4 separate regions of the Mus musculus genome follow, and regions 1, 2 and 4 are each linked to region 3. Evidence: chromatin contacts called from public Hi-C and HiChIP or PLAC-seq data. All regions are on one chromosome and are shown on one strand. The core of a region is the stretch at or near the end of the contact, and the rest is flanking DNA. Distances in the headings are between cores, read along the strand shown.

Region 1 (6,943 bases), core at 4,090-6,589, 450 kb before region 3:
TGAATGGTAAATATTAGAGATGCTACCAAAAATTCCCTACAAAATCTGATAAGTGCATTCAATAAAAAGAAAATAATAAGCACACAGAAATCAGTTGTTTTTCCTAGAGAGTGACTACCAACTGTCTTAAAAAGAAGCTAAGAAAATAATCAATATAAACACTTGAGAATTAACCATGAGCTGAGGTATTTATACAGTGAGAAGGACAGAACAAAGAAGGATTTGAGTACAGGCACACACACACACACACGTACACACATGTACACACACACACACACACACACACACACACACACACACACACACACACTGGAAATGTATGTTATGTTCACTGATTGCAAGACTTTATTATTGTCAAAATACTCACATGAGCCTAAGCTTTCCAGCAATTTAGTGCAGTGCTATCTCTACCAAACCAGAAACCAACTTTTCACTATGTACCCTGGATAAAACTCTCCTCGTGGGGGCTTCAGAAGTGGGATCAGTGATGGGGAGCTTTGGCTGCTCTTCCAGAGGATCCAGATTCGGTTCCCAGCACCCAGAGGGTGGCTCACAACCATTATCACTCTAGTTCTAAAGAATCTATGCTGTCTTCTGACATTGGCTGGCATCACATGAAGGTGGTGAGCAAACATACTCGCAAGCAAAACACTCATATACATAAAAATACAAATAAATATTTTTAAAAAACCTCTACTCCCATAGACCAGGAAACACACATGGGAATTTTCAAAAGTACTGCTGTAAATTACCAAACAAAACTGGAAACAAGCATAATCTTTATTAACAAGGAAATTGATGACTAAAGTCTATTTATTCAGTGGGACATTATTTCAAAGAGAATAGGAATGGATTCCAGTTGAGTGTGGTGGTTCAGTCTCCAGCCATTCAGGACCCTGAGGTGGGAGGGATATGGGAGCTGAGGAAGCTGAGGTCAGACAGACAATAAATAATAATAAAGCCTTACAAAGAAAGTCCCGCCATTGTTAACAATATGGAGGATTATGCTAAGCAAACAAATACTGAATGGTTCTGGTTCTCTTGAATATCTAAGATAAGCTCATAAAAGCAGAGAGCATGTGATAGTTGCCAGAGGCCTGGAGAGGCAAGTGGGCAGTTGTTGCTCTCTGTGTGAATTCAGTTATAAGGCCTAATGATTTGATGTATGATATAGGGCCTATACTCGACGATACAAAACTGTGCACTTTAAAACATTAAGCAGCTAGGTATGGTGGTACACACCTTTAAGTGTACCACTTAGGAGGCAGAGGCAGTTCTCTGTGAGTTCAAGTTAGCCTGATCTATATGGTGAGTTCCAGGACAGCCAAGGGCTATGCAGGGACTTGGTCTAACACACACACACACACACACACACACACACACACACTTTATTAAGCTAGGTATGATGGTGTGTATTGTAATCCCAGAATTAAGGGGTTGGGGGAAAAGGTCCAGGAATTTAAGGTCAGTCTTTGTTCTAGGACAGTATGAAGCCAGCCTCGGCTTCCCGAGAGACCGACTCAAATTGCCAAGGGATGAGAGATGTAGCTCAGTTAGTAGAGCACTTGTTCATAGTATGCACAAAGCTCTGGGTTTGACTCTAGTGCCTTATAAACTGGGCCTGGTGGCACAGACTCTAATCCCCACACTTGAGAGATGGAAGGAGAGTTTACGGTTCATTCCTGGCTACATAGCAAGTTCCAGGTCAGCTTGAGAAACAGCAGACTCTATCCCAAAACACACATATGCAGAGAGGGGAGGAGTAGGGAGGGAAGGGGGGCAAAGGGAGGGAGGGAGGGGAAAGAGAGGGGGAAGGAGGGAAGGAAGGAAGAAAGAAAGAAAAAGAAAGGAAGGAAGGAAGGGAGAGAGAGAGAGAAAGAGAAAGAGAAAGAGAAAGAGAAAGAGAAAGAGAAAGAGAAAGAGAAAGAGAAAGAGAAAGAGAAAGAGAAAGAGAAAGAGAAAGAGAAAGGAAGGGAAATTTTTTTCTACTACTTGGTACTTTCTAGTTTGTAGAGTAGAGCCAAATTGCCCTCCACCCAAGGATGACAAGCCTTCTCGTTTTTAGTTTAGCTTCTAAGTATGGCCATCACCTGATAGTAACTTATTTTTGCTTCCTTGAGTCAGAGAGGAAAAAGCCCTGTCTCTAAGCCACCAGGACAACTTTCAAACAAATGGCCCATAATGAGTAGTTCTGGCAAAGTAACAGCTGTTGCTTACCTTGTTATAACCCATGGAAGCTCTCTAATTTGTCCAGCGCTCTATATTAATAAAGCACATGTCCTATCATTTCTCAAGAGTCATGAGGAGTGCTTGCTCAGAGGGGCAGTGAACCATCCCACTCTAGAGCCTGGGAGAGCAGAAGCGCTGTGTAGCATCGTGGAGATGAGGCAGGAAATAAGTGATGACTCTGGGTTGTGAACATCAGCATTGTGTCCCAAACCTCATGTCCTTGCTGAGGTTCATCCAGAGAATGGCTCAGTGCATAAGATACTCAAGGAAATACTTTGTTGACTGCTAAGGACAGGGGAAATATTAGACATTTAAAAAATGGGATTCTTTGTGTATCTTTGCATTTTCTATTTGAAGAATGCTGGTGTGTGTGTGTGTGTGTGTGTGTGTGTGTCACATGCACGCGTACCCTTTCCATTTATTTTGAGATGAGCGTCTCTGTTGTACAAAGCTGAAGGACCCAGGATAGCTGGCCTTTGAGCTTCTGGAGAGTGTCCTCCCTCTGAACCTTGTAGGGGAGCACTGAGATTTCAGGTCAGTCCTGGCTGGAAGGTCTGGAGGTGCAAGCTCTGGCTCTCACCAACCTGAGCCATCTCCCCAGTCTCCAAGAGAGGATATTTTCTTTTTCTTTTTTTTTTATTCATTTATTTATTTTATTTTATTGAGTGTATGGTGGAAGAATGAAAATGGGTCAAAAGGGAGGGAGGGAGGTCTTTCCCATGCGGGACGATCCGTGCCTTGGGAAGGAAGGCAGTCAAACGGGTTCGTGTGTAGTCATTTGTGGTGCTTTATCCAAAAGACTTTGGTTCTGGCCTCCCATTTTATTCTCAAAGGGCAGCTTGGGAACCCTCCTCCTCCATGATTGTTCCCCACTGTGGTGCATGCATGGGTTATGAAAAACAGAAGGCAGGAGAGACTGGCTGACCTCCTTATTTGACAAGATGGGCTGGAGAGATGGCTCCATGGTTAAGAGCACCGACTGCTCTTCCAAAGGAACTGAGTTCAAATCCCAGCAACCACATGGTACCCAAGGAGCTGAAGGGGTCTGCAATCCTATAGGAGGAACAACAATATGAACGTTATAACCAGTGCCCCCAGAGCTCCCGTCTCTAGCTGCATATGTAGCAGAAGATGGCCTAGTTGGCCATCATTGGGAGGAGAGGCCCCTGGTCTTGCGAAGATTATATGCCCCAGTACAGGGGAATGAGGATATTTTCAAGAGCTAGAGAAGACAGGAATTTTCTTTTCCTCACACCTTATCATAATCCACAAAAATACCATATTTGGATTTTTGCTTTGCTAAAAATGAATATTATTACATCAGTGCTCATATACTTCTTGTTTAAACTGTTTTGCCTTTAAAAAAAATTTTTGTGACAGAGTCTTGGGGAAACAGCCCATGCTGGCCTCTAACTTTCAATCCTCCTGCTTCAACCTCCTGAGTGTTGGGATAACAAGCACGGACTACCATACTCAGTAGGACTAATTACAAACACCGTACCAATGCCCTTCTCATCATAGCCCTTTACTTCTGGTACAGAGAGCACCAGAAAACCCAAAACAAAACAGACCCCCCTAAAAAAAAATCCCAACAGATCAGTCTGGTGAGGTTACACTTCACTTGCCTGTGCCTTACACGCCTACAGTCCCAGAATTTGGAAGGTGAAAGAAGAGGGGGTGAGGTCCAGAGTATGTGAGACCCTTTTAGAAAAGAAGCAGAAGCAAACAAACACATAAAAACTCCTAATAGATTTCCATGGTGACTCTTGTCTCCGTTCACGCTGACTGTTGAATTAGATGCCCCAGAACAGGACTGAAAAAGAACATGTCCAAGAAGACCCATTCCCCCCTCTCTAGGCAAAGTGCCAACCTTTAGCGAGAGCACACAAGTGGCAGGTGTCCCAGGAGGTATCCTCTGATAAAGTCAAAGTCTGGGAAAGGGCGTGAAGGCAAGCTCTCCCCAATCCACCAAATCTGCACACTGCTCCATTCCAGCGGGAACTAGTAACTCACCCTGAGAGATGTGCCTGCTGTACTGGGTCCAAGGGAAGTTATAGGATAAAGACCTCTGGCAACTGGTAAGTCTGTGTACACTAACACTTTCTAACACGATCACTTCAGAAAGAATGTGAGATGTGTGTGGGAGAGGTGTTAAGGAGAAATGAGAGCACATGGTCCCAGTAGTCCGAGCTTCCTACATGGGCTGAGATGTGGCTTAGTGGGTACTTTCTTCCCTCTTAAGTGTCTGAGAACACAGTAGCACACGTTGTCTGAGATGACACACACACACTAAATAAGGAAAGAAATGGGGAAAATTAAGTTGTACTCTGACCTTATTACAGGAGCTGCAGCATATAAGCCACCGCCCCAACTCCACTTAAAAACCTAGTTTTCTGCATTGCAAGCTGCCTGAGTGAGCAAACATGACTGCCACAGGCAAAGATCTATAGACCGCTGAGCATCTGCTATGTGTTGTCAAAAAAGGACCCTGGATCTGCTGGTTGACTGTGTGAGGAGTAAAGTCTCTCTTTGCACCTGTTTTGTGTGTGTGTGTGTGTGTGTGTGTGTGTGTGTGTGTGTGTGTGTGTGTGTGTAGTACTGTTGCTCTTGGGCCCTGACAGCTGATGTCACAGCTAGGGGCTTTGCATTTCTTACTTGGGAAGCAGATAAGATCATTACTATTTTGCAACGAGGAAATGAAGTTCAGAGAGAAGACAGTTGAGTTTACAGCCACAGGTGACAGTATCCCACCTGGGCAGTCGGATTTCTTCTCTGTGGGAAGGTAAATGAGGGGGGTTGTAGCTCTGCTGTCCAAGACCTACGTAGCATGCACAAAATCCTGTCTTTAATCCTTGGTACCAAAACGATAAGAAACAAACCCAGAACCCTGTCCTCGTCTGCAGCCCACCCACTCCTTCTCTGAAATGATCGTACGACCTCCCAGTATTCATCCGCCAAGAAGAGGCCTGGGAATCAAGTTTCAGGAGCCCCAAACCAAGTACTGATGAGAGTCAAAATGAGAAATCCCGTACAAGAGTCAGTCTAGGGCTTGGGTCTAGGCTCTCCCTCCTGCGGCCGCGTTACTGCAAGAGGACCGGCGGGAGGCGCTGCAGACCGCGCCGCACCCGCCTCCAGCTCAAGCCCTCAGGCCTCCCGGGCACCGGGGCCGCCCAAGAGCGTCGCGGACTCTGGGCGATCGGCTCTTCCGCCAGCCACACCCTACGATCTTCCATTCCACCTCCTCTTGGAGAGGAACAGGGACGCTAAGGAGTTCTTCCGGGCGTGGCAGGGGACCTGGAATACGTTGGTGCGCTCCGGCAGAGCGAGAACTGCCCTCAGCGGGGACTCCAGGCGGAGCCCGATGCTCACTGGGTCGCGCATGCGCCGCTTTCCAGTCCAGTCCCAAGTCTCCTCCGCCAGCTGTAGCGGAGCGGCTCGCACCGCATCCCACCCCACAGGGAACCCTATTTCCGACTTTGAATCCCAAAGTGGATAGGCTGGTTCTGGGCTTGCATTGCAGCCAGCAGAAGCCCAGGCAACTGACACTCCAGTCTCCGGGGTGGGGACCCTGGTCGTCTCTGCTGATTCCCCCAAAGCTAATTGCCTCAGGAGAAGCACGTAGACCATCCAGGTGCTGGGCAGAGAGGAAAGGTGTTTCTGAGAGTTAGCTTATAATAATACATCAGCATGCACGTTGGATTTCCATTTTCGCTTTTTCATAGCTTTCCAATCCCCAAGGACTCTGTAGAAATTCAGGTGTGTGATTGTTATGTGTGTGCCACAGATAGCGATGGAAGAACTGCCCAGAACTTGTTGACATTCATTAAAATACAAGCTAACATCCTCACACGTTTTAGACCTACAGTATTAGGAACAACTCATCATGGCAAAGTTACTCGCCCAACATCTGTTCATTCCAATGGGAGGGTTTCTTTCCTGCCAAGAATTTTATGAATTTTATATAGGAGCTTGGTCCTGTTTGGGGAAGGTAGAGAAAGCCTGCCAAAGCGGCCTGGAAGAACTAAGGGATGATTCGCTTGTGACTTTGAAAAGGCTCTTGACGCTGGGAAAGTCGCCCTTCGGAAGAACACAGAAAAACAAAATCCCAAACAAGTGGCACGTGACCAGAAACAGCAGAGCAAGGTCAAGGCCCAGAGTCTGGCCGACCCACACGATTCTGTTCTAGCTTTGTTCAGAGAGGGTCTAATCCTTTGTGGAGAGAGGGAGGGTATTATGGGCCTGAAACCCAAACAACTCCTATCTGGGGATGCTGCAAGCTCCTTTCATTTCACACAGACCAGATAGGAGTAATCGTTCATCACCCAAACTCCTGTTAATCTCTGCATCTCCAATCCATTGTCTTCTCAATTGGAGTCTGCTGACTGGAAAGTTTATCTCCCGAAACCCATCATCAGGGGTGCTTGGAAGCCATCAGAGGGAAAAGGGCATCCAGTGAGTTAGCCCTTGAAACATTAATGATTACCTCTGGACTCAATGCGGGTTTGTTTATCCAAGCAGATTTCCAATAGGCTTCTCCTTAGCCATTGAAAGAACTATCTACTGTAGAGTAGGTCTGACGTGAGCAACGGGCAGGCTGTCCTTTTCCATCCGAAAGGCCACTGCAGAGTCTTCACACTAAGTGGAATGGGCTGTGCTGTCGTCATTCCGGGATTTCAGATGAAGTATGTCATGGTATTGTCTTCACTGTGTTGTG
Region 2 (6,625 bases), core at 131-2,630, 260 kb after region 3:
CAAAAAATTTTACAACTAGATCGGAGGAGGGGGGGCACATATTTATCTGAAAGATGGCCCGACCCTCAACAACAGTCTTGATGACCTCTGAACATCAATTATTTGCAACATAGGGACATAATGTATCTAGACAATACGATGAAACACCAGGACACTGAATAGCTAAGTCTCAAGTTGAATTAGTGCAGTGCCTTTGTCTTTGTGAAGTTGGATCTACTGGAGTTGTACACAGAAAAGGAGCTCTGCATCTCCTCTTTCTGTCCCATTTTTTAACCAAGCCTTTCTTCACTGTGGTTTTAGCTTCAGGAGAAATTAAACAATGCTAGTTTTAAAGAGACCATAATCTAGGCAAATTCCATTCATCCTTTGTCTCCTTTGATGATCACAGTAATAGGTTAACTCTCCCCTTTCCACATGGAAGGTAGGACAACTCTGTGGAGTTCCCAGTCTCTTTTGGGCCTTTGCAGTAAACTCTCTTCTGTTCAGTTAGACATTGCTTCACTCCTACCTGGAAGAAGCCTTTAGACCCAGACTGTGTGAGCACAAATCCACAAAGGACTTGCCCCAGGTCCTAGAGCCAGCCAGCCTAGAGGTTTAGATTGTAAGGCTCCAGAAACTTCAGGCAGGGCCCCCCTGCCCTTCAGCCCTTTCCTTACACATAAAAAAAAATCAAGGTCAAGAGAACCCTTTCCCAGAGGGTCACACAAACCTTGAGTTTGACAAAGAACCCTCAGAGGCTGCTCTCTTGATGGCATTTCTAACCAGGGCTTTTGTGCGGAGAAGATGGCATTGGAGGGAGCCTGGCATTTCAGGGGCTTAGCTCCTGTTTATCCTTGAATCTTCTTGGAGTCCCTGAGGCTATAATATCCATTTAGAAAGATTAAAGAGGATGTGATCGGGCCAGGACAGAAAGAGAGGTAGGGAGGTAGAGGAAGAAGAAAATAGAATTCTCTAGGACTTAGAATTAAGAGCCTAAGATGCCTCCTGAAGAGGATGCCCTCCTAAAGACACAGTGCTCCTTGGGAAGTCTCCAGCAGGTGAAAGGCTTGGATGGGCCTTTTTTTTTTCCCTCCATGAACTTGGTTTTTCTTTCCCACATTCTCAGGTGTGCTGGGAGGCCCTGGGAAGCCAGCAGACTTTTTCAAAAGACACTTCCACCTCCTAATCTCTTTGCCTACAAACCAAATATTGATCTATTTAGTAAACCAGCCAGTGGAGGAGAGCTTGTATAGCCCTGTTTATTCAGCAGTTGGGCCCCCCTGACAGCTGTTCACTGGGGGATTATGAAGTCACGGCAGTAATTACACTATAAACAGGGGATGGGGGAGAAGAAAGCCAGAAAGTGAACTGTGAGCTCTGTTACCAGGCAACATAAAATATGTAACCGGAAACCCAGCAAGCACGTACATTTCCCTAAAAGCCTCCCAGATGTCCTCACTTTGGGGCCAATGTTCAATTTCAGTTTCGATTTGTTTATTTATCCATCTTCAGATTGAAGACTGGAGCTGAGAATGTTGGAAGAGAAAAGAAACGAATCGAAACAAAACAACAAAACAAAACAAACTGCAGGGGAGAGTAGAGTTGAGCATTCCACCCAGTGTCCCAGCCTACAGGAGAAGGCTGAGGCCCCAGGTCCCTGCTATAGCAAGCTGTAGAGATCAGTGCACAAGGAGGTGGCTAACCCAGGCTTCTTCAGCTAAGACAGCTACAGGATAAGCAGCAAGGGAGAGAGAAGAACAGAAAAGGAGAGAGTGAGAATAAGGAAATAGAAACTGGAACCCACATAAAAGAAACCCTGGAGTCCCCTCGGCCACAGCCCCACCTAGTGGTTGCCCCATGTCGTCATAGACTCTAGTCCCTAAGGCATCCAGCAGCCCTGACTTTGTTCCAGTAGCTTTATCAGAACATGCTAATGCTAAGCTCACATCAGGTTCCCTGTTCTCAACACTTCTCCAAGCCTGTTTATTAAGATTCTAAGTTCAGAAGTGGATGCTCACGGTCAGCTATTGGATGGGTCACACGGCCCCCAATGGAGGAGCTAGAGAAAGTACCCAAGGAGCTAAAGGGAACTGCAACCCTATAGGTGGAACAACATTATGAACTAACCAGTACCCCGGAGCTTTTGTCTCTAGCTGCATATGTATCAAAAGATGGCCTAGTCAGCCATCACTGGAAAGAGAGGCCCTTTGGACTTGCAAACTTTATATGCCCCAGTACAGGGGAACGCCAGGGCCAAAATTGGGGGGGGGTTGGTATGGGGGACTTTTGGGATAGCATTGGAAATGTAAACAAGGAAAATACCTAATAAAAACAGAGAAAAAAAAGATTCTAAGGATCTGGAAAAGGACTTCAGAGTCCCATCAAGATTTGTAGCAAAGACCAGGATGACCTGTGTTTAAATTGGCCTGGCTTCTTCCAGTGCTCTACATGAATCTTGTTGTTTCTCCATGTTCCACGTGGAGCATGCACGCCCACACATAGACACACATTGGTCCCCACCTGGAAGAACACTTCTGTTGAGTCCTGTATTGTAAGCTAAACATTAACAGATTGGGAATATTCAATCTGGACAAGCTTTATCTAAAACAGAACAACAACACAATCAACATGACATGAACCACATTGGTGCTGTCTGTCAAGAATGCTGTCCACCAGTATTTTCAGACAGGATAGCTCAATAACCTGGAATTTACCAGATAGGTAAACTGGCTGACCAGCAAGTCCCAGGAATCTATCACTGCTGCTTCCCCTTTGCTGGGGTTACAAAGAAACAACCATGGCCATGTGGGGTCTGGGGATCAAACGCAGGACCTCATGTTTTGCTTTATAAACACTGTATCTCCCCCGCTCCCGAGAGTCTGGTATTTTTAGCAGAATTAACCACCTCTCCCAACTCTAGTCCTCTCTCTCTCTTCAAAGAGCTTCAGAGGTGTGCCAGAGACTGACAGAGAAGGCTTGTGGAGGCAGAGTTCATATTTCCAGGAACTCTGCAAATACATTCACATGTTGGGAGTTTGAAATACACTATCACAAAAGTACTTCCACCAAAATATAACCAAGCATTGCCAATCAAGCACTTCTTTTCTTACCCTGTCCCAGACTAATGGCTGACAAGTGTACCACTGACCTTGACAGACTGCTTTCAACTTCCCTTCAGAGTCAACATGGCATGGAGGTAGAATCCTGAAGGAACAGAACTCCGCTGAGGCTTCCACACAGGAAAATACCAAAGTAGACACGACCCCAGTGCGGTCTGAAAAGCAAAGATAGAGTTTTAGTTCTTCTCAACTGATTTCCATGTAGAGTAACCAGGCTGGTTGACTGAGAATATTTCCTTTGGGATGGATTCTTATTATGTCCACAGGTCACCCTGAGAGCCAGACACTGAATGGCCAGGTTGTAACAATAAAAATAGGCAATAAATAAATCCAGGTCATTGAACACGCTGCTGTCACCACCTGAGCCTTTAAGGTAACTCAGCACAGCAGCTGGACAAACTAAATCGTTCTGTTTTGTTTTCTTTTCAACCTGAGAAAAGCTGTCGAACTTCTTCTCCTAAACTGTAATATTAACCAAAGAGGCTGTCAGTTTGGTGACAGAGATCGCTGCACTGGGCACCATGATCAGAAGGCTTGCCACTTTGGCTGTTTAGGCCTCAATTTCCCTCTCAGGCAGCTGAGATGCTTGGGGCAAAGGAGTTCTAACTGCAGATATTTAGGCATTCCCACTCAGACCAGCTCAGCAAGCAGAACTCTGCCCAGTTTTCCACAGCTCATTGGCCCATAGACTTCCTTCCCGTCACTGCTGCTGTTGTCCTGGGGATGGTTTGTTTGTTGTGAGTGACTTTGCCTGGGATGCAGGACAGATGCTGATGCTGATGCAATTGTCCCCAGCGTTGCAGCCCTGGGTCATGTTATCATAGAATCTCACTCAAGCCTGCTTTTCAGTCACTTTCCTAAATCAGGAAGCTTCAGGCACCCTCTCCTGCCCCAGACAAAGCAGGGGTGGGTGATTGGACGCCTCTGTCACTCTGCCAAGATCCTCTCTTTGCCAAAGAGTAACAGTGGTTTTGTTTTGTTTTGTTTTGTGTTTGTTTTTCCTAGCCTTGTGGTCACCGACAAGCATCCAGTGTTGCTATTGCACTTCCTGACGTGGTCAGTTCAAGAACTCAGTCTAGAAGCTTGAGGTTCCGTATAAGCCTCTGCTACCCTTTACCATACCTTTCTCCCTGTGATCTTCTCACTTACTGCCTCTTCTCTCAGCTCCAGTCACATCGGCCTCTGGCTAATCAGGTTCCTGCTTATTCCTCAGGCAGCCCTTTGACTGCTTTGTTTAGATGATGCTTTGCCAGATTCCACAGGGATTACCTTGAATGAACTGAAACCCACTGTCCCAAACCACCCTCAGTTTAGTTTCCCATCACCACTGATGATAGTATACTCCTCATAAGCTGCCCTTTCTCAAAATGCCAGTCTTCCCTATTGCTGAATCCCCAGTGTCTCGGGCAGCGTCTGCAGTCTCGTAAACACACCTGTTTGTTCTATGAGCGGGTAGGACTGTCTATTCTTGTTTTTCATGGATTCTGTAATCGTGAACTTTCTCGCTACATTTTTTTTAATTCCCCAAATCAATAATTTCACAATTGCTCATAGACATGTGGAACAGTGAAAAACTTGCATCGCCAAAGTACCTGTCTCCAGTTGAAGTAATACTGCTTTAATTCAATTTCCAACATAAAAAAAAAAAAAGTATACTATTTGGGGTATGCTTGGTGCCATGCATTTTGCACATTTGTGCCTTTTATTGTGAATTCACTGCTCCTAAAAATAGTGTTTTCTTCTCTCTCTCTTTCTCTCTCTCTCTCTCTCTCTCTCTCTCTCTCTTTCAGTACAGAGTAGTGAACCTCATATATGATATATGATACATGAGTGATCTGCCACTGAGCTTGTATATACTTGTTTTTTGATCAGGAGGATCAAAATCAGCCCCCTGAATAGCAGGAATTAGGTCTCCTCCACTACTCTCTGCTCAGCAGAACTGCATAGTATTTCTCTGTGTGAGAGGCTATGAAGTGGCTCACAGAGATAATTCATGTGCCAAAAAAAAAAAAAGCTTTATTCAGAAATGGTAGGACTTTACTGAACCATGAGTTCAAAGCTAATGAGTTAGCCAAACATATTAAAGTATTCTTAAATCAAAATACACATATATATACAGGTGTCCCATGACTTACTGTGAGGTTACATGCCAATAAGTCCATAATACTTTCAAGAATGTGTTTAATTCACCCTTCCTGCTAAGCCTCATGGCTCTGCAATCCCTGGGATGGTTTTACTCATGAGAGCAAGGAGCTGTCACTCACTGCTCTAGCCAGCATGACAAGGGCATCATACTGTATACTGTTAACCTGGGAAAAGACCAAACTTCAAAAAGCAAGGCTTCTACTGAATACACATCGTTTCTGCACCATCATGATGGACAAGTAACATAAGTCATACGTCAAGGACCATCTCTGTACGTGCCTGCTGGAATTAGCAGCAGCTTGCAATAGCTCAGCCTTTTTACTTGGCCAAGAACAATTGCAGAGCATTCAGTGGCTTGATGTTCTTGGAGACATGGTGACTCGATAAACCAGAGCCATTATGACAACAAAAATCCACCCAGCCAGGTTTGAATTCTGAGTACTAGCTCATCAACTGTAGTCATGAGCTTGGCAAGTGACTCCAAGTCTCTGAGCCCTGTGCTCCTAACCCATAAATTATAGTGATCGTATCTATCCTCATGGCTGTTCAGAAGAATAAATGGGAAGGTTAATGTAAATGCTCAGAGCCTGACCCACAGAGAGTACACCATGGACAGCTACTCCCCTCACATACCTCTTCTTCACAGATGTCTTTGTAAACCACAGGGCAAGTGCTTTGACTCTCCTCATTGTGGTTCTCATGACATTGAAACCACCACAGATCACCACTCATCTACTGGCCAAGAGTCTGTGCTGAGGTTTGAACTAAACCATGAGCAATATCTTTTAATGTAGTTTTTCCTCCTTCCTATGGAGATTATTTTTTTAAATAATCAACTCCTAGGAGTGGAGTTAACATTTTTATGGATGTAAACATATGTAAAGAAGGATAGAGAGAATCTTTCCACCAGTGGTGAATGGAAGAGGCTTCTTGGCAGACATGAGACTGGGTGTGTGCATGATTTAGTGGTCATTAACGTGATTCATCCATCACCCTTCAGTTTTCGACTTTGCAGAGAATTTAGACCTTGGGGAAGGGAGGAAGTCAAGGATAGAGAAAATGAGGTGATAGAGTCAATCAGGAAAAGTTGAAGATCAGAGTTCATCATCACTTTCTCCACACTATGGTTAGGGTAAACTTTAGGAGCAGTGGTGACACACACCTTTAATCTCGGCATTTGGGTGGTAGAAGCAGGCAGATCTCTGAGGAATGCTGCTTCCTTGGTCTTTGAGGATCTTTAATTTTTGTTTTGCAGAAAGGAGAGGAGATAAATCAACTTTGTTTTCCTCTGAGAAATTAAACACTCTCCTGTACAACCTTCTTTACTATCTATGTGGATATAGAAAAGACTACAGCCGGGCGTAGTGGTGCATGCCTTTAAT
Region 3 (6,877 bases), core at 4,304-6,803:
AGCATTTAATTACAGCAATAGAAAGGTGACTAATACAGAAATTGGTTCCAAGAACATGAGTTATTGCTGTGACAGACTTGAAAACATGTAGTCTTATTGAGGAATGTGGAAGATGTTGGAACTTTGGACTAGAAAATTGGTGGAATGCTATAAGCAGAACTTAATAGGTCATTCTAGTAGAAGTGTGGAAAACAGTAGTGTTGGGAGCTATGCTGACTATGGAGGTCTAGCTCAAGTGGTTTCCATGGGAATAGTATTTGCAATAGGGCTAAAGACCTCACTTATTATATTTTGGTAAAAAAATTCTAGCTGACTTCTCCCCATGTCCTAAGAACTTGCAGGAAGCTAAATTCAAAAGGAATGAAATAATTCTTTTGGTGGAGAAGAGTTCAAGACAGCCTAATATTGATTCACTCTTATACAAGTTTATTATAAACAACAGCAAAAGGAACAGAAATAAATGAAAAATGTATAGTTTGAAGAAAAGTGGGGAACAAAGAAACTTAAGGTTGTAGCAAAGTATTGTGCAGAAACAGTGAAGGAGATTAAGGAGAGGCCATATAGACAAGGGAAGGGTTGCTCTTGAGGTAAGGCCCTTCCCAGCTAAGCTTCCAACTTATGAAAGGAAAAGGCCTAAGAAAATGTTTGCTCCTAGAGATGAACAATAACCTTAAGCTGTTGTGATTCAGTCACCAGAGGTCATGACAAGCTGGCAGGTAAAGTTGGCAGTGTTGTCCAGGTGGTATTGGCTTTAGAGTCTTGAAGGATACACAAAGAAAGGTGTTATGAAATTCTTCTCCGTGTTTTCAGAAGGTCTCTGAGTCAAGGTCTGTGGTAGAGGAGGCCTTGAGTGAAGGCAAAGGTCCTGGGAGCCAAGAGGCCCTAAGAAGCAGTTGCATGGAGTGTGGAGAAGAAACCTGGATTGCATTCAACACCCAAGACACTGAAGATGTTACAACCATGACTCATCTGCCAATAAGAACTCCACTCAGGAAGTGGAAGCAGCCCATGAAAAAGATATGCAAAGCAGGCAACAAAGCTGGGGGAAAAGGGGCAGAGCCATCTAAGCCCTTTGACAATAGACATGGAGCTACAGGATTTGGCCTGATAGGTTCTTGTTTTGCTTTGGTCCAGTATTTTTTCATTATCCCCAGATTTCTCCCTTTTGGAATGGTAATCCATATTATGTGCCATTATATGTTGGAAAAGTACGTAATTTACCTCTTTGAGTTTAGAGGGAATTACCAACAATAGATTGCCTTGAGTGTCAGAAGAGAATCTTGACTTTTAAACAGTGCTGAGACTGTAAAATATTATGAGGGCCAAATGCATTTTGCATTATGATAACGTCATGAGACTTACAGGGCCCAGGAAGTAGAATGTTGTAATTTTGATGAGATACTTCCTACAGTCTCAGCCATTTGAGTACTCAATCTCCATTTGGTAGCATTGTTTGCAGAGGCTGTGGGCCTCACTGGAAGAAATGGAGCTGTGGTCTTTGAAGTTTCAAAGGCCATATATATCCAGTCCCAACCCCCTCTCTCTCTATTTCCTGCCTCAGTTTGATATATAAACTGTCAGAATCTCCAGTCACCAACATGCCTGCTACCATGCTTCCCAGCCAAGATGGTAAAGGACTCCTATCTCTCTGGAAACATAAGCTCAAAACAAACCTTTCCTTCTATAAATTGATTTGGGCATGGTGTTTTATGAAATAGAAAATTAATTAATTTTCTGTTAAAACTAAGTAATCAATGCATAAATGCCACTTAATATAATAATGTGTTAATACTAGTTTACTTGTAGCAAAATACTGATAATGTTAATGGTAATAGTTCTGAGACATGAAATTATTTTACTATTTCCACAACTTGCATGTGTTTCTCTGTGTGTATTGAAGGATGCACACAGATGTGCAGATGCAATTACATGTATGTGCATCTGTATGTGGGAGCCAGGGGCTAATCTTAAGTATTATTGCTAAGATTCTGTCCTTCTTATTTTCTGAGATAGGTCTCTCAGTATCTCAGGCTCACCAAGTCAGCTAGGCTAACTATCCATCAAGCCCAAGGACCTCTTATCTCTACCTCACCAGGACCAAAATTATATACATATGCCTTTGTGTGCAGATGTTTTAGATAGGTTGCTGAGGATTTGGGGGGAATTGAACTTGTGTCCTCATGCTTGTACAATGAGTATTTTACCAATGGAGGAGCTTTCCCATCTGCTATCTTCATAAACTGTGTAGTACAAATCTAAACCTGTTATAATATAAAGTACACTAAAATAGAATGTCAATCTATAAAATAAGGGCTATGCTGTGGATGATCAAGAGGTTGGTGTGGCTAACATTGAGGAATCTAAGCAAAAGATTCCTTTGTGATTGGAAGCAGAAAGGAAGTGGATAGATTTGGTATTAGGAAGATCACTTTGGTGATTCTGAATAAAGACCCAGAAGTCCAATAGGCCACTGTAGAACCTGATTTGGAGTCTTAGGGATGGAGGGGGAGGCCAGGTTTAAAGGCACCCACTTGGGAGTCATTATGCACATAGGTGGTGGTTGAAGCATTTGATGTCCTAAATACCGTTCTGGAGATCAGCAGCCAGCAACTCTGTCATTACTGTATAAAGGATGAGCTGGAGGAGGCTGGGGGTACACATGGGAGCCAATCTGATTATAAGTGCAGAGCAGCTGGAGACTCTCACCCGCGGGGGGAGCCACCTCCTCCTGTGGGTACAGACACTGTGTTTTCCCTGATTCTGGAAGGCATTTCCTGAGACAAACTTGGGATACGATAATTATGCTGGTTGGTAAGTTGATCTAGCCTCAACTGCATAGACAGGAGCCCACAACAAAATGCTTCCATGTTATTCAATACATTGGCTGTTCTTAAAAAAGAAGCATTTAAATTCTTTCTCCCAAGGCAGATCTGAGATAATTATGTTAGATGAAACTATTTTGATAAACATCTTTCTTGAGGACACAGCACCTCCGTCACTTTAAAGCCTAAGTTAATTAGATATCTGATGTTAACAAAAGCTTCCATTTAGGAGAAGAGTCCTCAAATACTATATCCCCCAGACTTCTGCTTTAGCCGAGGAGCCAATGCTAAGTACAGCTTTTATCATCAAACTGGCATTTTTGCATAGTTAATCATAGATGTCTGCTGACTCCGAGATGAAGAAGACATCCCCACTTCTATCCCAAAGATGAAAGAGTATCAACATGGTGAAATTTATGTTTTCCCCATGACCAGTCTATAGAGTGGAGTCTCAAATACAGTAAGATATTCACTTTGCAAGGCATCCTGGGCCTATCTGATTTGTAAGGGAAAAGACATTTTGTGGTCACAAAAATGGGATAGTCATAATGACCTCAAGAGTAAACACCATATTGTGGCCCATGGGATGCCTAAATCACCTAGAAGTGGGCATAACGACCAACATCACGTGTGTGTTCTTCATGAGGATTCTCTGAAGTACAATGCTTCTTGTAAATAAGCCGATAAAACTGGAAAGAGAAAATTCTCCTCACCCCACAAGCAAGTGTGCATAACACACACACACACACACACACACACACACACACACACACACACACACAGAGAGAGAGAGAGAGAGAGAGAGAGAGAGAGAGAGAGGGAAAGAGAGAGAAAATGTTTCTAAACTGGCAATGCAAGGGTGATCTCATTATCTCTCTTTAATTTACAGATATAAAAAGAAATACATTCAAGACTGCCAGGTTGCCAGGTGTCAGAGGCTCCTGGTAGAGGTGATGTGAGAGTCAGGAGCCAAAGAAACCTACATCAGAGCTCCTGTTCCCCATTCTCCAGGCTCTGTGACCTCATGTGTGTTTCCTGTTTCTTGGAATCTGAAGTCTCTGTTGTGAAGAATAATGATGCTCATTATAACCTGAGTGGTTCATCCTAGGCATCTCTCACTTGTCAGCTCCCTCCCTCCCTCTGGAGACAGTGTTGAGCAAGGACATAGTGGTGGTCCCACTGAGAGATAAGAGTGCTTTCAAACACTTTGCACAGAGAATTCCAGCCTATTGAGTATATATGTGTGGCTTACTGCTTAGGGGCTGAACAAAAAACCCCAGTCTTTTCCCAAGATGAGCAGTTCAATTTGAGCAAAAGGATAGTCTAATGACAGGACTGAGGAGCACAGGGTTGAGGACCAAAGAGTATTATTTTGCACAACTTCAGAAGACTTTAATAGCAAACACATTGAAGAATCCAATGGGCTTTAGAGTCGGAGTGAGCTGCCTGGGCATCTTTGCCTTGTCCCACTAACTATATGATAGGTTGCAATTTACCCAATCTTTTTGAGGCTAAATTTCCTTATTTGTGAAGCAGAGGTATTGTTAGGTATATTTATCTGAAACTGATCTTATAAACAATAGAGGAAATTTCATATGTGGAAAGTACTCATTAAAAACCAAAGCAATAGCCACATGTTAGTGATTATTGATTATTTTCATTATTATTGAGTAATCGCTAACAACAACATGGGCTGCCATGTGGTGCCCGTGGGGCTGCTGTTCTGGGCTGAGGGATTGCAGCAGCAACATTAGCACATCTCAGGCTCCAAAGTGACATCCGATCACTGGAAGGCTTTGTAAATAAGTCCCTGACCTAATTAAGAGCAGATCCACGGATATGGACTTTCTTTTACATAATAGTAGCAGAGACCACGACACAGAAAAAGCCTGGGGAGGCACTTCCTCAAGTTCCCATGAACATTGCTGGTACATGCATCTTAGGCAGTATGGCTCCAACTTAATTTCTCTCTCAGGTGACTTAACCTCTCTGCCTTTTAGGGAATGAGAAAATGTTTAAGGAGCGAGCACAGCTATCCATTATTCTCAGAACATGTCCTCTTTATTAGTCACCAACTGCAACCCTTTAAGAAGGGTTGGATCTTATGGCTGGCCCAAGATGAATTTCAGTCTTACCTGAGTAACCATCACAGAAGTTGGAGTTGGGGGGAACCTCCCTGATCTCTATTTCAATTGGATCTCAATGGTTGTGAAAATTTCAGTCACTCTTCCAAGAGGACACTGCATATTATGCATCTAAATCCTTGGGGAGCAGCTCAGATGCCCAAGAGTTGGTAGGGTGACTTGTCAATAATTCTACTGTGTTACAATGCTACTCTAGAATTTTAAAGGGCTTAGTCATAGCAAGGTGAGTCCATAGTTTCATTGTATGTTCTTACAAATCTTTACCACTTGCTTTACCGCTGCTTAAATAAACTGTTTCTCTTCTTCCTTCCTGAAGACTCACTATTCACTCTATAATTTCAGTTCAGGATTTCCTGTGTGAAGCCATCTCTGGTTCCCACCCTCTCTCAACTCTACTGACCCATCTGGCTTCAGATCTCAAGATCTGCCCTGTGTAGTGAGTTCTCAAGAAGTTATTCTTGTTTTCTCTAGTTCTGGAGCTGACCTGGTTTCTTCCCCAGCCTCTGACAAATAAATTCAGTGCAATGCAGGAGGCTACAAATCAGCTATGCAGTTGTGAAACCTTTGATTTGAGGCAAGACTTTAGATTGCTCAAATGAGAGTTATGTAACTCTCATTGGCATGGTGCAATGGCAGGAGGACCTCACTGGGAGCAGATTTAGTGGCTTATTTTAATGTGACAGTATCAAAGCTGGCATACCTCCGAGCCCCACCAAGGTCTGTGCTTTATAGCAGGAGTCCCCTAGCTATTCTTAGGACAGGAGAAACAAATCCAAGAGCTGGAAGATTCTAGGAATCTTTCCCTAATTCTCTACAACACTAGATGGCCCATCTGAAAAAGCCCAGTAGAGGCTCCATGGAAGCCATTTCTCCATCTGTAGATCATAATTGGGTCAAAGAAGGTTGTGTCATTGTTGATAATGAGGCTGAAGTGTCAGCAGTAGGCATTTGGGAGAAAGATACTATCACAGGCCAAAATTATAATTATTCAATGGGATTGTTATTTCTTTTTTTCTTTTTTTGCTTTGCTTTTTAATGGTAGAAGAATTGTTTAGAATGTTTAGAAGTCATTCCTACTATGATTTACCCCCTTTAACTTTTCTACTTGATAATCTCATAGTGATGTCTACAGAGAAAAGGGGCTCAATCAATAAAAGCTAAAACTCACATGGCAGTCAGCAACTCAGCTGGAGTAGTGGAAAGTATCTTTCTCTCCCTAAGAATCAGTCTAGATGGCAGACCCTGTATCTCAATGTGTCTCAGTGCCTTCTTTCTGCAGGAGCTTTCTTGACCCTCTTACCAAAGCTAACCTTTCTACCCCACATATCGTTGTTCTGAAGGCCCTTGTCAGAGCTGTCCATACACCTTATGACTTCATAAATTAAGGGCTTATGGGTACATATTGAATCCATAGAACACATTTGGGAGTATATGCTTGAGTCAATTTCTTTTTCTGCAGTTGATGAGCTGTGTGATATTAGACAAGTTACTCAGCCTTTCTGGATGGATTTCACCACCATCTGGGTAATACAACCCACTGTGAAATGTGTCACAGTGATAGAGTAAGATAATACACATGAAAAGTGTTGTAGTACAGACTTGTGGTTTTGGGTTGAACAGTCTCTCCAAGTCATTAGCTGCTCTTTCAAATGATGGATTTCTTTTTAAAGAACTCCTTTGTTTTGTTTTTGTTTTTTAGGAAAACATTTATAAATTTGTTCTTTGTTGACTACTGTCATTCTCACTCTCTCATTTCTGAATTCCCCTCCAAGCCCCTTCCTCAAAGCAATTTCCTTTCCCCAATTCTTGTCATTCTTGTTATTATTGTTTTGTGTTGAGACTGAATTTAACCAGGACCAATAGATTTGGAAATACACATTGGAGCTTGGTAGGTTTATTAGTAGATACTTA
Region 4 (7,169 bases), core at 3,209-5,708, 310 kb before region 3:
CTAGCTCTAGCCTTCCATCCCTCCCTCTCCTTCTCCATCCCCCATCCCTCCTCTGTTTCTCTCCCTTCCCTCCCTCCCTCCCTCCTTCCCTTCCCCATCCCTCCCTCCCTCCCTCCCTCTCCTTCTCCATCCCCCATCCCTCCTCTGTTTCTCTCCCTTCCCTTCCTTGCTTCTTCCCTCACTCCCCTCTTTTGTCTGTTTATTCCTGTAGTGTTTTCTTCTGTCGAAGCCTTTCTGTATCTATGCAGTGGAGAAACTTGAATAGAAGTTGGGGCTCAAGGAAGATTTGGTTGGAGGCTGCTGCCTGCCTATTGCTAAATAGAACCACTTGGAGAGTAAGGTGTCTTGAAACGTAGCACATTTTTTAATATAAATCCATCCAGGTGAGTGAGCAATCCTAGCAGGTCCTGGGTCTCATACAGCGTGTGTTAAAATAAAGCTTGCTTAGAAGTCATTGTCTATAAGGAAGAAGGTGCCAAGTTGTCCTCTCATTCATCTGTTTGTCTGATAAACCAGCTACTTCCTAAAGTGACAAAGGTGGGAAGGATCCCTCGGGTAGGAGAGGAGGACACATGGACATCTGAAGAGGGTGCATGTGCTGACAGCCCTGCAAAGAGCCAGCATGGATCCAAATGTATGGCTAGTATTATTTTGATTCTGCTGTTTTTTGGAGCCCTCAGATCAGAGGAGTCACCTAGCTCGTTTCCTAAGACAAAGAGATACAAAGAGCCAACTAGATAGCACAAAGGTGGGAGAAATCTGAGTGAACCTGATGAGGGTGGGGGAAGAGACATTGCTGTTTATTAAGCACCAATTCCATACCACTTACTGTAGAAAGTAAGGGGAGGACATTTGGCCTAAGCCAATCACCACCGTGTCTATTGAGTTAATGCCATTATTCCCATTACTCTGGCAAATAAACTAAGTCATAGAGAGCTTGTGGAATTTGTTGAGACTCAAACCCAGGCTTTTCTAACTCCTCACTGCTTTCTGAGAAAAATGTTGTGGCAAGAATGCTAACGTGCCCGGTGCCTGGTAGTTTCCCATGAATAAGAAAGCAAGAATCTGATATTGGATAGAATATTGAGAAAATCTAATACCAGATAAAATAGTCCAGTTAGCATTTGTCTGAGAAAATTCCCGAAAGCAAATTGCGTGATTGGCTTTGAAGGAACGATCCTTTCGTGCCAGGAACCCCAGCTTTGTTCTCTTTAGAGGCGATTGTTCAAACCATATATTCCTGGTACAGAAAGATTCTTGAGACAAAAGCAAGCGAGAAGTGCTATCATATGTCACGGCAGAGGAGCTGAAATCCAAGCTTTATAACCCTTCTAAATGGCTCGAGCCTTTGTGATCTGCTAAAATAACGGAGAGACTTATACAGCCCAGGCTCTGAGAGCAGATACCATGGGTGCTAAAGCTGCTGCAACACAGTTTTAAAGGACATTTTTGGACTTTTTTTTTTAATTAAAAAAATTTCTTGAGTCCCAAATGATCTCCCCTGTTTCCTTAGGTGGGTTTAGATCTCAGTTCCATTTTTTTTCAAAGTTCAACTGAACTGGCATTTCCTGTGGCCTAAAAATGTCTTCAATTAAAGGCGAGGGAAAAAATGTATTTTTTTTAATCCTCATCAAACCAAAAAAAAAAAATGGCTGAAGGGATTTTATTCAAACTTTTCCCCAAAATTCACCTTTTGCCAAGACCCAGCATGGAAAATTTCAGCCCCAAAGGATCACTCGTTGGCAAGTTACCCGAGCTAATGAAAACAGAGAGGCATAAAGAGAGTCTGTGTGTAGCTCTAACGATAGTGGCCACTGGAGCCCACATTGTACGAGAAGAAGGGCCTCATTCAATGACCCCCTTTTATGTCGTTTTTTTTATCTTCAATATGGATGAGTCTTGGATTTGGAGTGGTCACAAACAAAAAGCACTTACTTTATGAATATAACGTGGGCAGTGGCATTATTTCAGTGGCTTTCCATAGTCCCGACTGACTTTTGGAATAGACTTATTGTAAATGAAGAGATAAGGCTTGCTTCACGCAATGTTGATCCATTCATCCATTCATGCATTTGCATACTCCTTCATTCACTTGCTCATTCGTTTGCTCATCGACTTCTTAAGTGTTTACTGAGCGTCACAATGTGTGGGGCACTTTAATCCAAGTGGGGTGTACTGTGGTAGGCAAATCGAGGTGGTTTCTGCATTCGTGAGTTTATGGGAAAGAAGAAGGAAGTCAAAAAACATCTGTGGCAAATTCTGTGGGGCAGCAGATGAGGTGCTGAGACACTGAAAGTCAGAGTGATGGTCACCAGGGGCCTATACTGATCGATAAGGAGGGCAGTGAAGGGCTAATGCGTTGTGTGCATCCATTATCAATATTAAGTGAGTGGCCACTGTCCCCATACTGACCAGGCCAGTCACTATTTCTGTCCTCAGATATTCTCAGGCCAGAGGAAAAGCAGCTAGGTAGGCTTGATTGATGTCATAGTCATTAGCTACATTCGATGCAAATAGGGAAGATGGCTGATGGTCCAGAGGTTGGCTTCTGTAAGGAGTAACCATTTCAACAGACATTTGTGTCAGCGATGTAGGGTAACTGAGAAGAGGGTGTGCCATGTCTGCCTGTGAGGTACTTGTAGTCCAGTTGTGTGTTCAAGCTTCTCTCTCTGAGACCTGGGGCCTTGAGAGACAAAGCCTTTTCTTCTTCAGGACTCAGCCTCATGGAACCAAGGAGGTGCCTAGGGAAGGGTGGGTGCTTCTCTGACATCTCAGCTTTTTGGAATTTAGCCTAGTAGTTAAGAACACAGCTTCTGGAAGTAAGCTGTCTGGGTTCAAATGCTGTGCTCAGACTTTCATATTGTGGCACTTTCTGTACACTCACAGCGGGGACAATGGCATCTACCTTCCAGGGATATGGTAATGTGACTATCACTAGTCACTAAAGCTTTGACCAGACCACACATTTCTGATGTACCTCGGTTGATCTGCTGTACCTGGCTTCCCTCATCCCTTCTATCCATTCAGTCTAATTATTATGGGTCAAGAACAGCAATTGTCAGTCAGTGTGCTGGGAGCTGCAGAATCAGCCAAGTCACATCTATCCTTGGAGTCTCCTCCTCTGAGGTGGTTAAATCTCAGTCTTTCTTAGGGAATACTTCTTTGCCTCGTCCACCCGGACAAATAGATATTTGTCATCCCTGTAATACCAAAAAGTGGAGAGGGAGGGAAGGAGGGAGGGAGGGAGGGAGGGTGTCCGTTCCTTTTCCTCATAACATTTGGCTTTTTAGGAGAGTCACTGTGCCAGAAATTTTGGAATATCTTGTTACTTTAGACAACGGAAGACAGGGAGACTTCTCATTTTTAATTGGGAGTAAAAACTTGTGTATGGAGCAGAGGTGAGGTTTCCACAGGTCAGAGAACTCACCTCTGCTGGGCTGGATTGGAGCTGAGGAGGAGGGGCAGCAGAACTGAGTTGGCTTCCTTCCACGAAGTGAGAAATCGCCACGGCATGGATGATGCAACTGAACGGAGATGGTGCAGAAAGTCCTATCAGCACATTGACTCACCTCGCCCAGCCTCAGTTTCCCTTTGTGTAAAAATAAGAGGTCCGAAATTCTTGTACAGGGCACTAGGTTTACCCGAGGGCATGAGCAGGAGAATGCCAGCTGCAGACAGATTCACAGGGAGGGAGGGTGCTTGTGGGATATGAGGGCTTCCACATCTAGGCACAAGGAATATTCCTCCTTTTCTGTTTTCTGGGTCCCTGCATAGCTGGCGGCCCCAGTGAAGGGCTGTAGGGGGCAGCCTGAGTGTTCTGGCTGGGGGTGGGGTAGGGTGGGGTGGGGTGGGCAACAGCTGGACAAGTTACTGGGAAATCATATTATTTCAGACTACTAGGTATTCTAGGGGCGTAGTGATGATGGTGGATCTTTTCTGTTTTATTTGATGAAGTTGGCCTTGATAAATGCTGCTGCTTTGTTTTTTCGCTCTCCCACATGTTTGTAAATCTTCGAAACACGCAGTTCCAGTATAAAAGGGAGGTGTAGAAGGGACTTGATTTGAGCCTGGCTGGAGGCATGCAGCTTTTGGAGTGGCAGCTTGTTGTCACCTTCCCCTGAGACAAAGGCTGTATTAACCTTGGGAGCATCAGGCTTCTTGGCCACTTTCTCTGAGGCCATCCTGATGTGCATTTTCCTTTCTCATCTCTAGGGAGGCAGCACACAGAACGCAAGGCCGCCGAGGATGGAGAGGGTAGGGCTCTGCGAGGTGCCTCTCCAAGGCCTGGGTCCCCAGGTCAAGGGCAAGATGTGCGGTGCAGGCACTCCCGAGCTGGCTGGCGCAGCAGCTAGGATGCTGCGCAGAGCGCTGCTGGCGGCGTCGGGAACTGACCAGGCCGCGTGTGAGCGCCGGGATTCCTGCTCCGGCCTTAAATATGCCGGTTATTTTTATCCCCCTACGTCAGGCCAGCGAAGGCCATCCCACCAGTGGCCGCGGCAGGCTGCTACACAATGTTTCCCTTCAGTCGGGAGGGGAAATGGAGGGAGGCCAGACTTCCTGATCACATGGTGCTGAAGTCAATGAAAAAAAATGAAGGGGGACCCCTCCCTTGCGCTGGGGTGCGCGGGCCAGGGCCCCCCACCCACCCCCTCGGGCCGCGCGGCCAGGGAAGCGCAGGCTCGCGGGCGGGCGCGGGGCCAGGCGCAGGACCGGGCAAACATAAACACCAGATCGGGGCAGTAATTGGCGGCTCCGAGATCGCTGAGGAAATGAGAGGCTTGTACGAAACATCAGCCGACAAGAAACGGGGTGATGTCAGACAGCCTTCCAGGATTAGAAACCCTTAAAAGCTCCGAGCCCGCGGCGGCTGCGGAAAAGCGCTTTCGGTCCTGGCTCTGCGGGTAGGAAGCCCGCGGACTGCGGACGACTCCGGGCTCCTCTCTTCCTCGCTCTCTTCTCCTCTCTTCCCCCCCCCCCCCCCCCACCCGCTCTAGTCTCTTCTCCTTGAATTCCCTTTTTGATTTTGAACTAAAAAGAAGGGGAAAGACGTCAATTTCCATGTCTAAAGCATCTCGCCTCCCCTCCTCCCTCCTTGTATCCTGTTACTACTTTTGGACTAACAGATCCTACTCAAATCAAGCAGGAGGGGGATAAATAAAAGTTTAGCTCTGTTGTCCGAGTCTCTTCGGTTTCTTCTTACATTCTCTTAGAACTGCGAGTTGCAATACTTAGCACACACAACAGGGGTTTTCTAGCTGCTTCTCTGCTCTCCAGTCTTGAGGGCAGCTTAGCTAACAGTCAGTGGCAGGTTGTTCCCTAACCCACAGGAGCCTCCTGTGACCTTACGGTAGAAGCTGAGCCTCATTTGTTCATTGCCTGCATACATCAAAAAAAGCGCCACTTTTCCAGGCGTTTCTCTTTCAGTGTTTACCTGGATTAAAGGGGGTGTGGATGTTTGGAAAGGGCTCGAGCCCCTGCAAGGAGAGGCACCCAAGGCACCCTTTTCAAAGGATGATTTATGTTTGGGTTTTCTCAGATAGGGGCGCAAAGAGTCCGTTCCCTGTCTCTGTGACAGGTGAGCTCCGCACCTGGCTCCTAGCTTTGGGATATTTCAGCAGCTTCACACAGCACTGTCACTTACTCTCCTTTAAGGCAGGTTTGCTCACCTTTCTTCCAGAGACCCAGGAAAGGGTCACAGCTGGGCCAAGTTTGTACAACCTCAGAAGAAGAATGGGGCTAATTCCAAAGACATAGGTTTAACTCATTGCTGTCCACTCATTGTACTCCCCTGCAACACTGTTGAATCTTTTGATAGTTCCCTCCCATGGTTGACAGTCACTTGAGCCAAGTATATCATCCAGTTATACCACCTGCTGGGTGGCAGATAAAAGGCTGTTTTCCAGCTGTTCTCCACACATCTGTCTTTGGTGACTGGGTGCTCTGAAAAAAATCACACGAGGAGGCCTCGTTTTCTAGTACACCCCGGTTGTCCTAGGTTAGATACTGATGTCTCCTTTCCTTCACTTCAGAGTCTTGGGGTCTTGATGGCCTGTTCTTGCCCCCTGTCCCATCACTTCTCTCCCCAGCTAGTGCACATGGTCTGGGGCTTGTGGAGGGGCTGGTGGAGGGACGACAGAAGTATTTCAGGTTCTGAGTTGTGTTATGGCAGGAGATAGCATTATGTCTTCTTCAGGCAGATTGTCCTCTGACGGTGTCTGCCCTCATCCCAATACCCAGAGGCTGAGTTCCTACCTCTCGGCCTTCTCACTTAGCTCTACACTTTCTCAGGGAAGTTACTTTTTGGCTCCAAGTGAGTCTCAGTTTCAACGGGGCTGAGACAGAGTGTGCTCGAAGGATGCTGTGCACGTCAGCTAGGACAAGGCATGTAAAGGACTTAGTGAGCCCAGATCCTATCACTAACCTTAGACTGAAGAAGCCCATTGTGGTGCCTTTAACTAGTACTCTGCACACATGGCCTTACGGGGCAAAAATCTGGAGAGATTCTCCTTCACTCCCCTCCCTTTATTCCTCCCCCCTCCCCTCCACCAATCCCCCCTTTCCCCTCCCCTCTCCTCCCACTGGGTAGATGTGGACACTCAGGGTCTGAGAGGTTAGATGGATGCTGAAGATCACACAGCTAAGTAGGGAAAATATCTCATTTGCCATCTCGTTAGGAAAGCCAGCGGGTCAACCCGGCCTTCTGAAACGTAAGAAATGAAAAGTGCTAGACTCCGACAATGCAGGCATAATTTAGAATAATGCCTTTGCTCATGATTCCAGGCAAGCTGAAGTCAGGGCTTTCAGGATCCAGAGGGTGAGAAGGTTGTCCATTCTCTTTCAAACATACTTTGTCCACAGTGGTCAAGACATGGAAAGGCTGGGTACATGCTAACATCACATAGGGTGGGAATGAGCATCCAGGCTGCAGCCAGGCAGGGGTCCTTTTCTCTGGTTCTTCCTGTTGCTCCACTATGGGATTTTCTCTTTCCTGACCCCACTTGGGGAGGGAGGAGTACACAGGTGCACTGAGACCAGCCCACTGAGTTCGAATGCTGTGGGGTCTGCACTCACAGCAGATAGAATTTGATCCTTGCAGCAATAATGTTTCTTAGACAGCTACCTCCCACATTGTTACTGCCTCTACATCATGCATCACTGAAAATCCTATT

The links. A called contact is a pair of places that touch in the nucleus more often than the background predicts. HiChIP or PLAC-seq counts read pairs in DNA pulled down with a chosen protein or histone mark.
Region 1: a Hi-C map of bone marrow-derived macrophages shows a contact between it and region 3, with 16 read pairs. The contact joins two enhancer-like sites. A contact is called at or near these places in 2 of 15 datasets of contacts at CTCF or cohesin (large pre-B cells and pro-B cells), 10 of 484 Hi-C or Micro-C datasets (the C2C12 cell line, adipose-derived mesenchymal stem cells, bone marrow-derived macrophages and 5 more), 4 of 115 datasets of contacts at active chromatin or transcription factors (bone marrow-derived macrophages, embryonic stem cells, extraembryonic endoderm stem cells and 1 more) and 1 of 9 other capture datasets (embryonic stem cells).
Region 2: an H3K4me3 HiChIP or PLAC-seq map of bone marrow-derived macrophages shows a contact between it and region 3, with 6 times the contacts expected there. The contact joins two enhancer-like sites. A contact is called at or near these places in 2 of 15 datasets of contacts at CTCF or cohesin (large pre-B cells and pro-B cells), 4 of 484 Hi-C or Micro-C datasets (cerebral cortex, cortical neurons, granulocyte-monocyte progenitors and 1 more) and 2 of 115 datasets of contacts at active chromatin or transcription factors (bone marrow-derived macrophages and large pre-B cells).
Region 4: an H3K4me3 HiChIP or PLAC-seq map of bone marrow-derived macrophages shows a contact between it and region 3, with 4 times the contacts expected there. The contact joins two enhancer-like sites. A contact is called at or near these places in 2 of 15 datasets of contacts at CTCF or cohesin (the NIH/3T3 cell line and pro-B cells), 4 of 484 Hi-C or Micro-C datasets (bone marrow-derived macrophages, erythroblasts and macrophages) and 5 of 115 datasets of contacts at active chromatin or transcription factors (the NIH/3T3 cell line, bone marrow-derived macrophages, cardiomyocytes and 2 more).

Annotation. Positions count from the first base shown.
Region 1 is chr4:55,509,507-55,516,449 of GRCm38.p6, forward strand. No RefSeq gene overlaps it. Among named protein-coding and RNA genes, the nearest start is that of Klf4, 19 kb to the right of the region's middle. Within about 2 kb of position 5,340, at least 148 of the 459 cell types and tissues checked have an H3K27ac peak or open chromatin away from gene starts, as enhancers often do. A contact at or near this core is called in bone marrow-derived macrophages, where this site is marked.
Region 2 is chr4:56,220,836-56,227,460 of GRCm38.p6, forward strand. No RefSeq gene overlaps it. Among named protein-coding and RNA genes, the nearest start is that of Gm42291, 92 kb to the right of the region's middle. Within about 2 kb of position 1,381, at least 165 of the 459 cell types and tissues checked have an H3K27ac peak or open chromatin away from gene starts, as enhancers often do. A contact at or near this core is called in bone marrow-derived macrophages and granulocyte-monocyte progenitors, where this site is marked.
Region 3 is chr4:55,954,693-55,961,569 of GRCm38.p6, forward strand. No RefSeq gene overlaps it. Among named protein-coding and RNA genes, the nearest start is that of Gm34482, 4.7 kb to the left of the region's middle. Within about 2 kb of position 5,554, at least 26 of the 459 cell types and tissues checked have an H3K27ac peak or open chromatin away from gene starts, as enhancers often do. A contact at or near this core is called in bone marrow-derived macrophages and granulocyte-monocyte progenitors, where this site is marked.
Region 4 is chr4:55,646,808-55,653,976 of GRCm38.p6, forward strand. No RefSeq gene overlaps it. Among named protein-coding and RNA genes, the nearest start is that of Gm12511, 79 kb to the left of the region's middle. Within about 2 kb of position 4,459, at least 310 of the 459 cell types and tissues checked have an H3K27ac peak or open chromatin away from gene starts, as enhancers often do. A contact at or near this core is called in bone marrow-derived macrophages, where this site is marked.